Linked DNA regions of Zea mays: region 1 is linked to region 2. Evidence: chromatin contacts called from public Hi-C data. All regions are on one chromosome and are shown on one strand. Each heading gives the region's core, a stretch centred on a gene start, on an enhancer-like site or on the middle of the called end of the contact. The rest is flanking DNA. Distances are from core to core; before and after follow the strand shown.

The links. A called contact is a pair of places that touch in the nucleus more often than the background predicts.
Region 1: a Hi-C map of leaf shows a contact between it and region 2, with 4 times the contacts expected there. The contact joins the enhancer-like site here to the promoter of LOC100191869 in region 2. A contact is called at or near these places in 7 of 25 Hi-C or Micro-C datasets (ear, endosperm, leaf and 1 more).

The regions. Positions count from the first base shown.
Region 1 is chr6:78,755,495-78,761,110 of Zm-B73-REFERENCE-NAM-5.0, forward strand. No RefSeq gene overlaps it. Among protein-coding and RNA genes, the nearest start is that of LOC103629456, 44 kb to the left of the region's middle. Within about 2 kb of position 2,572, at least 13 of the 20 cell types and tissues checked have an H3K27ac peak or open chromatin away from gene starts, as enhancers often do. A contact at or near this core is called in ear, leaf and tassel, where this site is marked.
Region 2 is chr6:78,441,274-78,447,053 of Zm-B73-REFERENCE-NAM-5.0, forward strand. It overlaps LOC100191869, which reads left to right and starts at 2,338. Exons shown (of 8, transcript NM_001360688.1): 1 at 2,338-2,542; 2 at 2,729-2,878; 3 at 4,047-4,124; 4 at 4,787-5,011; 5 at 5,150-5,248; 6 at 5,432-5,490; 7 at 5,623-5,773. The coding sequence starts at 2,426.

The sequences.
Region 1 (5,616 bases), core at 1,322-3,821, 310 kb after region 2:
CGAGCCAACGTCTAGCTGAGGTGGCGCTAGGTCCGGTATTGCATTGGACCGGTCTGGTGCTCACCAGAAGAGGAAACTGCTAATCAGGATCCCAAACTCGGGTCACGTGGACCCGATCCGGTGGCGCATCGGACCGGTCTGGTGCTCCCGGAGAAAGCAACATTTTGGCAGTTTTTTTACAAGGAAGGAACAACGGCTCTCAGCCCTTTTAGAGCTATAAAAGGACCCCTATGGTGTAACACCCCTAGTGTTTACTAGAACTAAAACTTGGTATGGCATCATATGCATTGGCATGGTCGTGTTGTAATGCACCTAGAATGCATTTACTAGAATAAAAAATAATCAAAATCTAATGTGGTGATCAGTGGAGATCAGAAGACATAGTTGGAGAAACTTTAGATTTAACCCCAACAATGGAAATTGTGAGCTGGTAATGTTTTGCCAAAAGTCAAAATATCAAATCCATAAATTTTTCCAAACCAAACAAGTCTCATGTGTGGAGAATTCCAAGTTTTATAGCAAAAAATGGAGAAAAACTCACAAGTTAGTTTTGACCTAGCGTTTGGATTTCTGAAAAATATTAGCAACTATCTGTATTTGGACCATTATAACTTTTGATCTATGGATGCTTTGAAGATGTCCACTATATCAAATTTGTAGAGCTACACTAGGTGCACAAGTTTGATTAGCTTCCCAGCCCTAAAAACATATGGAACTGCTTGTAAAACTTGCTCAAATGTGGTATGTCAGAAGCTGGATTCCAAACTTAGTGTAATCTCTGAAACTGAAGAATTTATGGTCTGAAGCAAATTTGGAAGCCAGTTAGTGGCTAATCCATGCAGTTTTGGATTTGGGGTATTGTAAAAAAGTGGAAGACCACATGTTGGTGTTTAATTTTTGTTAAAGATCATGCCCCTAAAGCTGTATGAAACTAGTAGCAAAACTGGTCCAAAGATCCTATGCTTCAATCTGGATTTCCTGACTTAGTGCAAATACAGATTCTAGAGTTGTGTGTTTGGTCCAACTTTGGAGTTCTTTTGTGCTTGATATATGAGGTATTAAGCCATACTATCTGTAACAAAGTGGAATATAATATATTAGTGCACAAGTTTATTGAAGTGAGGTTGGCCTGTTGCTACAGAAAAATGTGAGTAAAATGCTCTCCAAATTGCTCTGTCAGACTGTGTGGATGGAATCAAGTTCAGTCAACTGAATTTTGGGTTCAGTGACTTTTGCTCCACTTTGGGGGTACCATAACTTGTAATCCATATATACTTGGTTCTAGAGTGTTGTATAAAAGTGAAAGACCTGTACTCAATGAACAAGTTTGGAGTAGGGAGCATGGTCTGCCCTTCTACAGAATTTGGAGAAATGGGGGTGAAATCTAGGCTGCAGTCGACTAAAGAACACAGACTAAGTTTCAGTCAACTGAAATTAGTTGCAGTGAGTTGAGGTCGACTTTGAGCCATTGTAACTTGTGATTCATGTGTATTTGGCCCTAGAAGATTATAACAAACTTGAAGATCTAGTATAGGTAAACAAAGTTGCTTAACTAAGGTTGATCTTCCCGTGCTTGGAATAGAGATAAATAAAAGAAGGGTTGAATAGGATGGTTCAGTCGAATTGGATAGATCAGAGCTGTCCAACAAAATCTGAGATAATAGGACTATTGTTACCTGCCTCCCTGTCTTCCATGCAGGGGGTGTGACTCATGTTCACCTTATGCTGGCACCTTGTGTGGGTTTGAGGGAGGATGTCCACATGCTTGTGCTCATGCAGTAGTTGTCTTTATGTTTCTCCTCGCTGGGTTCTTGGACAGTCCCAAAAGGAACTTGCTTCTTTCTCCCTTGCCATAAACACTAGGGTTGAGGAGTGTGTCTTTGGTATCCCTGTAATCCTTACTCCAGTATGCTCGTGTGAGGTTGCTTGTGTTTATGTAACCGAGGCATGTTAACCAAAGCCATTTTCCCCTAGAAAACCCTCCAATACCTTTTAGACCTTGCCAGTGGTGGCCACACCGGCTCTTCTCCCTGGTTCACCATGGCCAACACCTTCTAAGGTTAGTCATGCTTGTCTAGTCGATGTTTTGTGGTCTTATGTCCTAGTGATGCTCACCGAGTCGTCCTTTTGAATTCTACCACAGTGCTTCCACCAGAACGCCGCCAGATCACTCGGTGAACGCCGAGACATCTTCCACGTCGACCGACTGAACCCCGTCCTCCTTGACCCGACCATGGTGAGCACCGTATGTTAGACATGTTACTGAAGCTTGATGTAGTCGGGGATTGAACGCTACCTTGCTAGAAACCCCGACCGACCTCGCGCGGAGCTCGGTTCTCCGCCGCCGTGGCTAAAGTTGACCTAGAGCACTTGGGACCAGTTAATTGGGGGAAAACAATGAGTTAGTCTCGGGGGTCACGTTGATGTGCTCGAGTTCATCGGAATGGGTCGCCGGCGGTCGCGGACGTGAAATTGTGAATAAGAAAAAGAAGAAGGGCTTAGGTGATCAGATCAGTGAAACAATCAAATAGTGCCTAGGGTTCTTTAATGGATATATATCGGCGAGGGTCTTCATGTAAAACGTGCAGCGCGGGAGCGGGCTGCGGGCGTGGAGGCTGATTTCCTATGCACTTGGACCAGATTTAAAGCTTTTGGCCCAGCACTATTCACAATTTCTCTTTTTCCTTTTGCTAATAGATTGTAAAATCCACTAGAAAATATAGAGAAAGGCAAAGTTTGTGAAACCAATTTTGTAGAATTCATAAAAGTGTGTAGTGCTTGTTAAAAAATATTTTTAGGATTTTTACAAGAGAGAAAATTGTAACTAATTTAACAGCGACCTTAGGCAGCTTAAATGAATTTTAGAAATAAAACCAGAGCACCAAAAATTATGAAAATTAGTGGAAAAACTATTTACCACTATATTAGAACCTGGTAAAAATTTGAATATATTTGGAGTTAAATTCCCCAAAGAACCATAAACTAGCAAAGTATAGGCATTTAAAACCCTAAACCTTAATATTAATCTAGGGTTAGATAAAACTTAAGTCATGTAGAATCTTGAGCAACTAGTTTGATAAACTTTAGTCTATTTAGTTCTCTGATTGTCTGAAGTAAGTTTAGTTTGATCATTGTGAGCCAACATTAGGTAACCTAGAACTATGCAATCACGACATGCTTATTTAAGAGTATTTAAGTTTTCCACCTCTCCCTAGTGAGAGTTTACATGGCATATCATTACATGAGCATTCATATACTTGTAATTGACTTGTAGAACACCTAGAAGAAGTGTTTGAAGTGGAAGTGGAAGAGGAACTTGTTCCTCCATCTGAAGCTTCTCCAACTGAAGTTTTTCCCGAAGGTCCTCCCGAAGGTGCTCTAGTAGGTTTGCTGCCAACTACAACATTTTGGTAGAAGAGCCTGACTCACCTCCTCATCAAGGCAAGCCCCGATTCATTTAAACCTTTCCTTGTGTTTCAAAACTTTTATCACTTATATGATGCATTAGGTGGTAGGAGATGAATGATTAAACCTTTACTGCATAACTTCCTTAAACTATTGTTTATCATCCTTGGCACCTAATTTGAAAAAGATAGATATGCTTAGTATGCTTATAGATTAGAAACAAAATATTTTGATGTATGAATCATGTTTTTACAAAGAAAAAGGACTTGGAGTGATGAAGGTATCAAAGGCCTTGATGACTTCATCATTCAACCATGGTACCTCTGACAGGTACAAGGTTTTGAGAAATAGTTTAAATTGAGAACAAAAGTTGAGCAGGAAAGGTCGCCCGTTTGTGTCGTTTAAGGACCGCAACGATTGTTGGCCTGCTAATCTAGGACCCTTTAAGTGGCCACATGCCTCGTCATGGGTAAGCTTTGCCTCGGTCGGACCAATACCAAAACAGATCGCACGCACTGGGAGTGGAGAGAAGGCGGGAGTAACGTGTACCCACCTAGCAAGTGGCTGGATGGTGGGGTACTATGCTCTCGGGTCACGTGAACCCGTACTGGTCTTGAGAAAACCAAGTGTGAGTTGACATATGCAAGGGTTAAGTGCTACATATGTCATGTGGTTGGAGATCCCCAGCTGGGTATCAATCGATTCGGGTCACCGTACTTCTCAGATATGAAGACTGGATCTTCGACCCTCATCGTAGATAAGAAATGAAACAAGTTTGGTTATGTAAAAGAAAGCTAGACTAGGTCAAGTGAAGGAACTAGATTAGAGCAACCTAGAGAAAGGTAATAACTTAACTTGGAATGTAAAAGGTTGGCCTAAGGACCAAGTAATAGTAAGCTTTTACGCAAAACTTGAGTCATTAAACATTGATGACCTTTACCTTGATTCCCAAATCAACTAGCATATCCTTGAGAGTCTTTTCTTTAGTAAGGTTAGTCTTGCTGAGTAATTCTGTACTCAGGGTTTTATTCCCTATGTTGTTGTAGGAGAAGTTCTTAACACGTTTGAATACTATTAGGCTCACACTGGAGACCTTTTACTTATGTTTGTTTGTATGTGTGCTTGTGGATACATAGCATCTTCCCAAGTGATGTAATAAATTAGCACTTTGACTCTACCTCGGGCATATAATAATGAACGCCACTTGGTTTTTAAACTTAAATGTTTGCTAATGTCTATTATCTTATTGTAAAGTCTTCCGCTCAACTCCTTTGTTTATAGTTTATGTTCATATATGGTTATTGTGATGTTCGGAATTATGGATGAATGATCCTTGGAAATGAATGAGTTCATCGAAACTCGACACCCTGAGTAAGTTTATGATTCACTTACATATCTATTAGAGGCCTTAAAGGCAAGGATTGGTGTACGTGGGTCCAATAATTGGTTGGGTTGTGACAACTGGTATCAAAACCTGCACCCATTCTTGCGAACGATATAATAATCTTTTGAACATTTTTTCAAAAGATTTTGAGTCTAAATGATTTTTGGAAAAACCTAAACTTGATTACATGCCTGGTAGTAGGAGTGCAAACTAGTACTGTAGTTAAGCTAAGGACTAATAGGTGGCTTAGGTTAAGGTACTAACCACTAACCCACAACTGGGAAGGGTAATGCATACATGTGTAATGTTAATTTTTGAACCATTCAATTTTGAATGGATCGACGACTAAGGTAAAGTGGAGCTATGAGAGCATGACCGAACAAACGTCGGTCTAGGGGAGTGCTTAAATGTGGCGCTTGACTATATACATATTTTCGTATATGTATATACAAAGGTTGCGATATGGAGTATTTACTTTTTCAGGACCCATTACCCCATGGATGTGTATGGGTACACATATATGGGAGTACTGAAAAGTGTAATGTACTGGTAACGACGCACCTATGTTTAGGTAAGAAGGTGAGTTACCACAATGAGCTGCCCTATGGTTAAAGTGCAGCAACGGCGCCTATGCATGGCTCGACACTTAATGAGGAGTTGGCCTCTATATAGATATATATGGAGTATAAATTGTGATAAACTATCAAGCGTGACTTGCATCATGGGGAAATGGGTTGTAATGAAATTTTCTGCTGGTACACTGTAACACCATGAATTTGGGGGTATAAAATTTCTTCTCTAAATGTCTACTAAATTTAAGTGTTACC
Region 2 (5,780 bases), core at 1,088-3,587:
GGTTTCTAACCTTGGGATCAAAATTGGGATGTTACACCTGCTCCACACGAGGACTCTGATGGCCTGGGCCCACCATTCAGTGGCTTGCGCTCGGCGCGTCCCTCTGTCGTGTGGGACCGCACACTCAGTCTTCGTTCCCATAACAACCATGCCGAAGTCGTCGGCGACCGCATCAGCTCCTCACGGCGTGGGAGTTGACCGAGACCCCTTCAAAACAGTCTGCAAGTACCGCAACCGCGCCCTCTGGACTCACCTCGACTCGCCCCGGCATTCACTCCTCCACCTTAGCCGCGCCCGCGTTGCTTGCGGTAGTCGCTGGTGCCGCCGTACAGGCCCTGGATCATCACGCCACCCGGGGTCAAATTGGGGTGCTCGGGAGCTTCATTGGCGCTCGGCGGAGGTTCCTATGGCAACCTAAGGGGATGCGATAACTCGGAGCCAGGGGAATTCGTCGCCGGAATTTCTCCTCCGCCGCGGTGGCACCGCACGCCATGGGCAGGGCTCGTCACTGTTTCTATCACTGGTAAATCCACCACCACGTCCTTCACCTTGTCCTTCTCATAGGGTAGAACTCGTTAGATAGCGGATTAGGACATCAGGGCGTCGGCCATGGCCTCACCGGTGAACTGCGCCACCGCGGCTTGGGCTTGGGGATTGAAGACGCTTGCGCGCCGTCGGATTGAAGCGGACGGTTTGGGTCATGGCGCGCTGTCGTTTAGTATAGTTAGATCTGAGCCGTTGGTTCCAATCGGGTGTGGACCGTCGGATCTGAATGGGTGGTGGTGATTAAATCATCATGTACCCCTTCGTTGCGAGGAATGGTGACCATCAAATTCTAATCTGACGATGGGGATCTAGAGTAGGTGTTGTTTTCGGTCGGGTTCCTGGTGGCCGTTAGATCTAGATCCGAGGGCTCCAATTGGGGCGGGTCGTTGTACAGCTAGATGTAATCCGGTCCGTTTGGTTTTGATCCAACGGCCAAGGTCTCTGTGTACCCCTTCGCTGTGACGATTTAGCATATGAGTCCCTCGGATTAATACAAATGAACCTGCAATCCTAGCGACGGGGGATCTGAGTCTTAGGAACCACGCCAACTGCAGGAGAGCGGGCCACACCGTCAGGTGTGGACCGAGGCGCACTAGTGGGTGGTGGCATGATAGTAATTATTATTATATGTGCATGATGCACTGAGATAGTAATTATTATTATATGTGCATGATGCATTGAGATATCAGTGTGTAACAAATCACAGTATATCTTATTTCTTCCTATCTAAATTGCCATTATTAAACCAAATTTGTGAACATGAAGCACAAAGTTGAGTTACAGCTTTTGCTAATTTGCTCTATATTAGCTCATTGCTGATCTTCCACTACGATAACTACTAATTGAGCCATATTCATCACTTATTTAATATATAACAAGAATGTTGGAGCTAAAACCGCATCATAATGGGTCTTCGACCTACAAATTGCATGTTGTCATAAAATTATTATAAGTGCATGATGCACTGAGATATCGGTGCGTAACAAATCACACCAGTATCTTATCTCTTTTATCTGAATTGCCATTATTAAACCAAATTTATAAACAAGAAGCACAAAGTCAAGCTACAACTTTTGCTCTATATCAGTTCATTGGTGACCTTCCACTACGACCATTTGCTACTTCATGTTTTTTTTCTTAAATGAGGTACCAACAAAAACATCTTTATAGTTGGTTTTATTGTAAAGGTTTAGAACATATTTGAATAGAAAACGTAGCAACGTACGTGCACCTAACTATAATAGGTAGTACAGAAAAGATATCTCTAACTCTACTACCTATTAAGGAACTATTGTAGACCACGGGCACTACCATGCCCCCCGTTCGCCCGGCGTCAGCTCTGCGATGCCCGAGATACGCGCCCTCCTGCCAGCGCAACCTCCGAAGTCCAGGCCTCGCCCCACGTTCCCCTGTCACGCCTCCCTTTTTGCGCACACGCCCACCAGCTTCTCGTCAACCAGGTGCGTTCACTGGGAAGCATATAATAATGATATTTATCATTATATATATATATATATATTTTATACTAATTTTTTAAGTATCATGATAACGCACGGGCACACACATAATTCTCTCTTAGCGTTGCTCTAAGATTAACTTAACAGGGAGCGTTCCAAAAAGCGACCCACAACCTTGCGGAGTAGGCCCGTTTAGCCTACCTATGCAGCCCAACTTATGTTGTCGTCACGTTCATCTCGTCCCATAAAGAGCTGTACACCTACCGGCCTAGGAGGCCCATATGCTCATCATCATAAACACCAGGCGCCGTCAAGAAAAAAAAAACAGAGGAAAGAAAAAACCGTCAGAGCGACGTTAGTCGGCTCAGCTGTAGTGTAGTTGCAGGTGTTCGCCGGCACACGCGCGTGGCCGCGAACCCTAGATGACACCGGCGAACGGCGCCCCAGCGCGGGCAGCGGAGGCGGGCCCCCACGAGGTGGAGTCGGAGGCCGACGCGTTCCGGCGCCAGGTCGACGACCTCGTCTCGAAGACCGACGTGGTAATCCTCTGACCGCCTACTCCTCCCGTCTCGCATAGCGACGATGACGCGACTCTGGCGCGAGAGAAGCGTCGATTAGAATGTTTTGTTTGGTGACTTGGGGGAATTTGTGTTTTTGTTTGTTGGCGTGACAATTCGGGCGCAGTATTCTCAGATTGGGGTTTGTTGGCGATGTGTGTGCTGCAGCTGGAGCGGCGGGTGAAAGAGGTGGCGGACTTCTACGATGGCAAAAAGCACGGAAGCGGCGGGAGGAAGGGTGGTGGTGGTGGCAGGTATGGGGCATCCTCGAGGGGAATGCCGGACCTTATGCGCCAGTTCGGCGTGCTTTTGAAAGAGGTAACTTTGTCAGTGCTTGCTTGGTTCGTTCTGTTCTGTTGGGTCGCGAAGCATGCTGTAGAAAGTCTGGCCAATTTAGAACAGTAAACGACTAGATAATTTCGACAATGTTTAATTGTTTATAATTTTCTTCTCCAGTGGCCCCTTCCAGTTTCCTTTTTTAGACCAAAGTCCATTGGCACAGCTTACTGCAGGAAGATCTCTAACACCTGAAAAACACAAACTAACTCAATACTCACCAGAATTTAAACAACCACTATGCAAACTCCTCTAAAAACCTACCAGCAAAAAAAAACCGACAAATATACAGCCACAGCCGCATTTACTTTCAGCAGTTCATGCAAAAACAACACCAGACTCCTGCTACCTAGCCAAAACTCAACCACAATAGAGAAAACAGCACTCTAATTTTGTTCAATGCTGTTTACCATGTTCCTGATAAGCTCTGCCACTCTTCTTTATCCTTCCTTGAAACCATCACCTTCCAGTTCTGCAGCAAGGCCACCAGCTTGAATAAGACCACTACCACCTTGGCTCCTTGATCAAGTTGTTGGAACCTGCACAGCAAAAGAGAATCGCCAACCGTTGTCTTTCTATATCTAAAGCCAGGAAGAATAAAAGTCATTACAGTCTACTTTGTTTTGTTAATTCTGACTGCTGATTGGATCCTACAATGGAATGCCATCCACAGAAAGATATTCACCATTAGAAGAGCTATGCAGTCTTATACGTCCACCTTATGTTGATTCACCACACCACCAGAAGTCAAATCTTTGTATAGAGATTTTGTTGTGTCTCCCTGACCTCTCTACCCCCAGATCACTACATCTCTTCCTTTGGAGAGAGAACCATCCCTCTAAGGGGCCGTTCGTTTCTTCCGGAATGGAGGCATGGAACAATTCCTAGCCGGTTTGTTTCTCTAAATTATATAAGTTTTGATCGGCTGGAATGATTCCTGCTCCATTCCTGGACAAACGAACAAGGCCTAAAGGTGCCTCAGTTATTCCTTCCCCAGACCCCACTTATGTAGGAGCCGCTAGCATTGGGTCTGTTATTTCATTCAATCATTATAGGAGAATCAGAAAGTGTGTGATTGGTTTGCCATATGAAAGTTTCCATTCATCTCTTTTCCATTTGCACTCAGTCTTCTTGATTTTCATTCTTCCAGATCACCTCTCATAAAGATGCATGGCCATTTCTGGAGCCGGTGGATGTTGTAACTCTACAGCTTCCTGACTATCACAACGTAATGGCTAAACCTGCTAATATAATTTTGTCATTTATCGCTGCAGTTGATTCCTAACAGAGTAGTAATTTTGGTTACAAGGGGATATTGTTGTAGGTAGGTGAAAATATTTATCACTAATGTTGTTGTATATCTTTAGTGTTATCCTGGATGTATGAGCAATACAAAATCTTGACAAGGTACACTGACTTTTATCTTGATCCAGTTTGGCCTCCGTTTGCCTTATATTGCAAGCACTTGTATATAAATATAAGTATATAACTACAATAGACATGAGCCATTGTAGTTAGTGGCTTTTCCTTTATCAGTGGAACCTTCTCACCCCCTTTTGAGAGTTTTACCATTGAATGAATACAACAGTTTATGTTCAGTTTCTTGAAATACAAGGTTGTATCCTTAACCTCTATTATCTGTTACATGATTGTATCATTTATTATTTTTTATGTATCACTTCAAATTGTGGAATCCTTGACATGTAGCTGTATATGTTTCTCTGTATTTAGCTTCTCCTTGGAAACTGGTTAGATGCACCTTAGTTACTTATTAGTTAGAGCTGCTTTTGTTATCGAACAGCCAAGGCAGGGACACTTGATATTTATTTATTTATGTTTCAATAAAGTTTGTTTGTAGTGGTTCATGTATTTAGTTTATCTTGTTGACAGATTATTACCCAACCTATGGACTTCTCTACCATCCAAAAGAAAATGGAAAGGAAGGATGGTACTTGTTACACCAATGTTAGAGAAATATGTTCTGATGTTCGATTAATTTTTGCCAATGCGATGAAGTACAATGATGATCAAAATGTCATCCACTTGATGGCTAAATCATTGCTTGAGAAATTTGAAGAGAAGTGGCTCCATTTTCTTCCTAAAGTTGAGAGTGAGGTGAAGTTTTTTAGTCATGCATGTTCCTCTATTTGTTTTTTTGGTTTTGAAATGTACATGAGTGTCTACTTCCTAGCCAATAAAAGCATGTCAGAACCTTTTATTTGCGCATTATATTTTCTCAACGTATCCTTGTAGGAAAAAAGACAAAAGGAGGAGGAATCAAAGGGTGTTGCAGCCACAAATACTTCTCGAGAAGTTGCAATCGTAAAATTAGCAAAAGACACTGATGATGAGGTATGATGCTCAGATACATTGTTAGTTGTTGGGATGTTAATAGCAGTTTGATGGTGTGTTTTGGATGCAATGCGTACAAAATGTCAGACTCATCTTCACTGCCTCATTAAGTATTAGATTTCATGTATCCTATTCTATTTCCCATGGATATTTAGTACTTCCTCTCTTCTTTTTCCTTTCTAGCTAAATCAGATCAACAAGAAGCTGGAGGAGCTCCGGAAAATGGTGGTTCACAGATGCAGGTATATCTTATAATGCTCATTCTATGCTTTTTGATTTGACGATATGCTGTTATTTTTTTATGTTGTGATGATGGTATTCTACTTGTGCAACTGAATCTGGATCACATGGTTGCTGAAATTTTGATATGATAGGAAAATGACGACAGACGAGAAGAGGAAGCTGGGTGCAGGTATCTGTCACTTGTCTCCAGATGATCTTAGCAAGGCGCTAGAGATTGTCGCACAAGACAATCCTAGCTTCCAGACTAAAGCAGAAGAAGTGGATCTTGATATGGATGCCCAGGTAATGG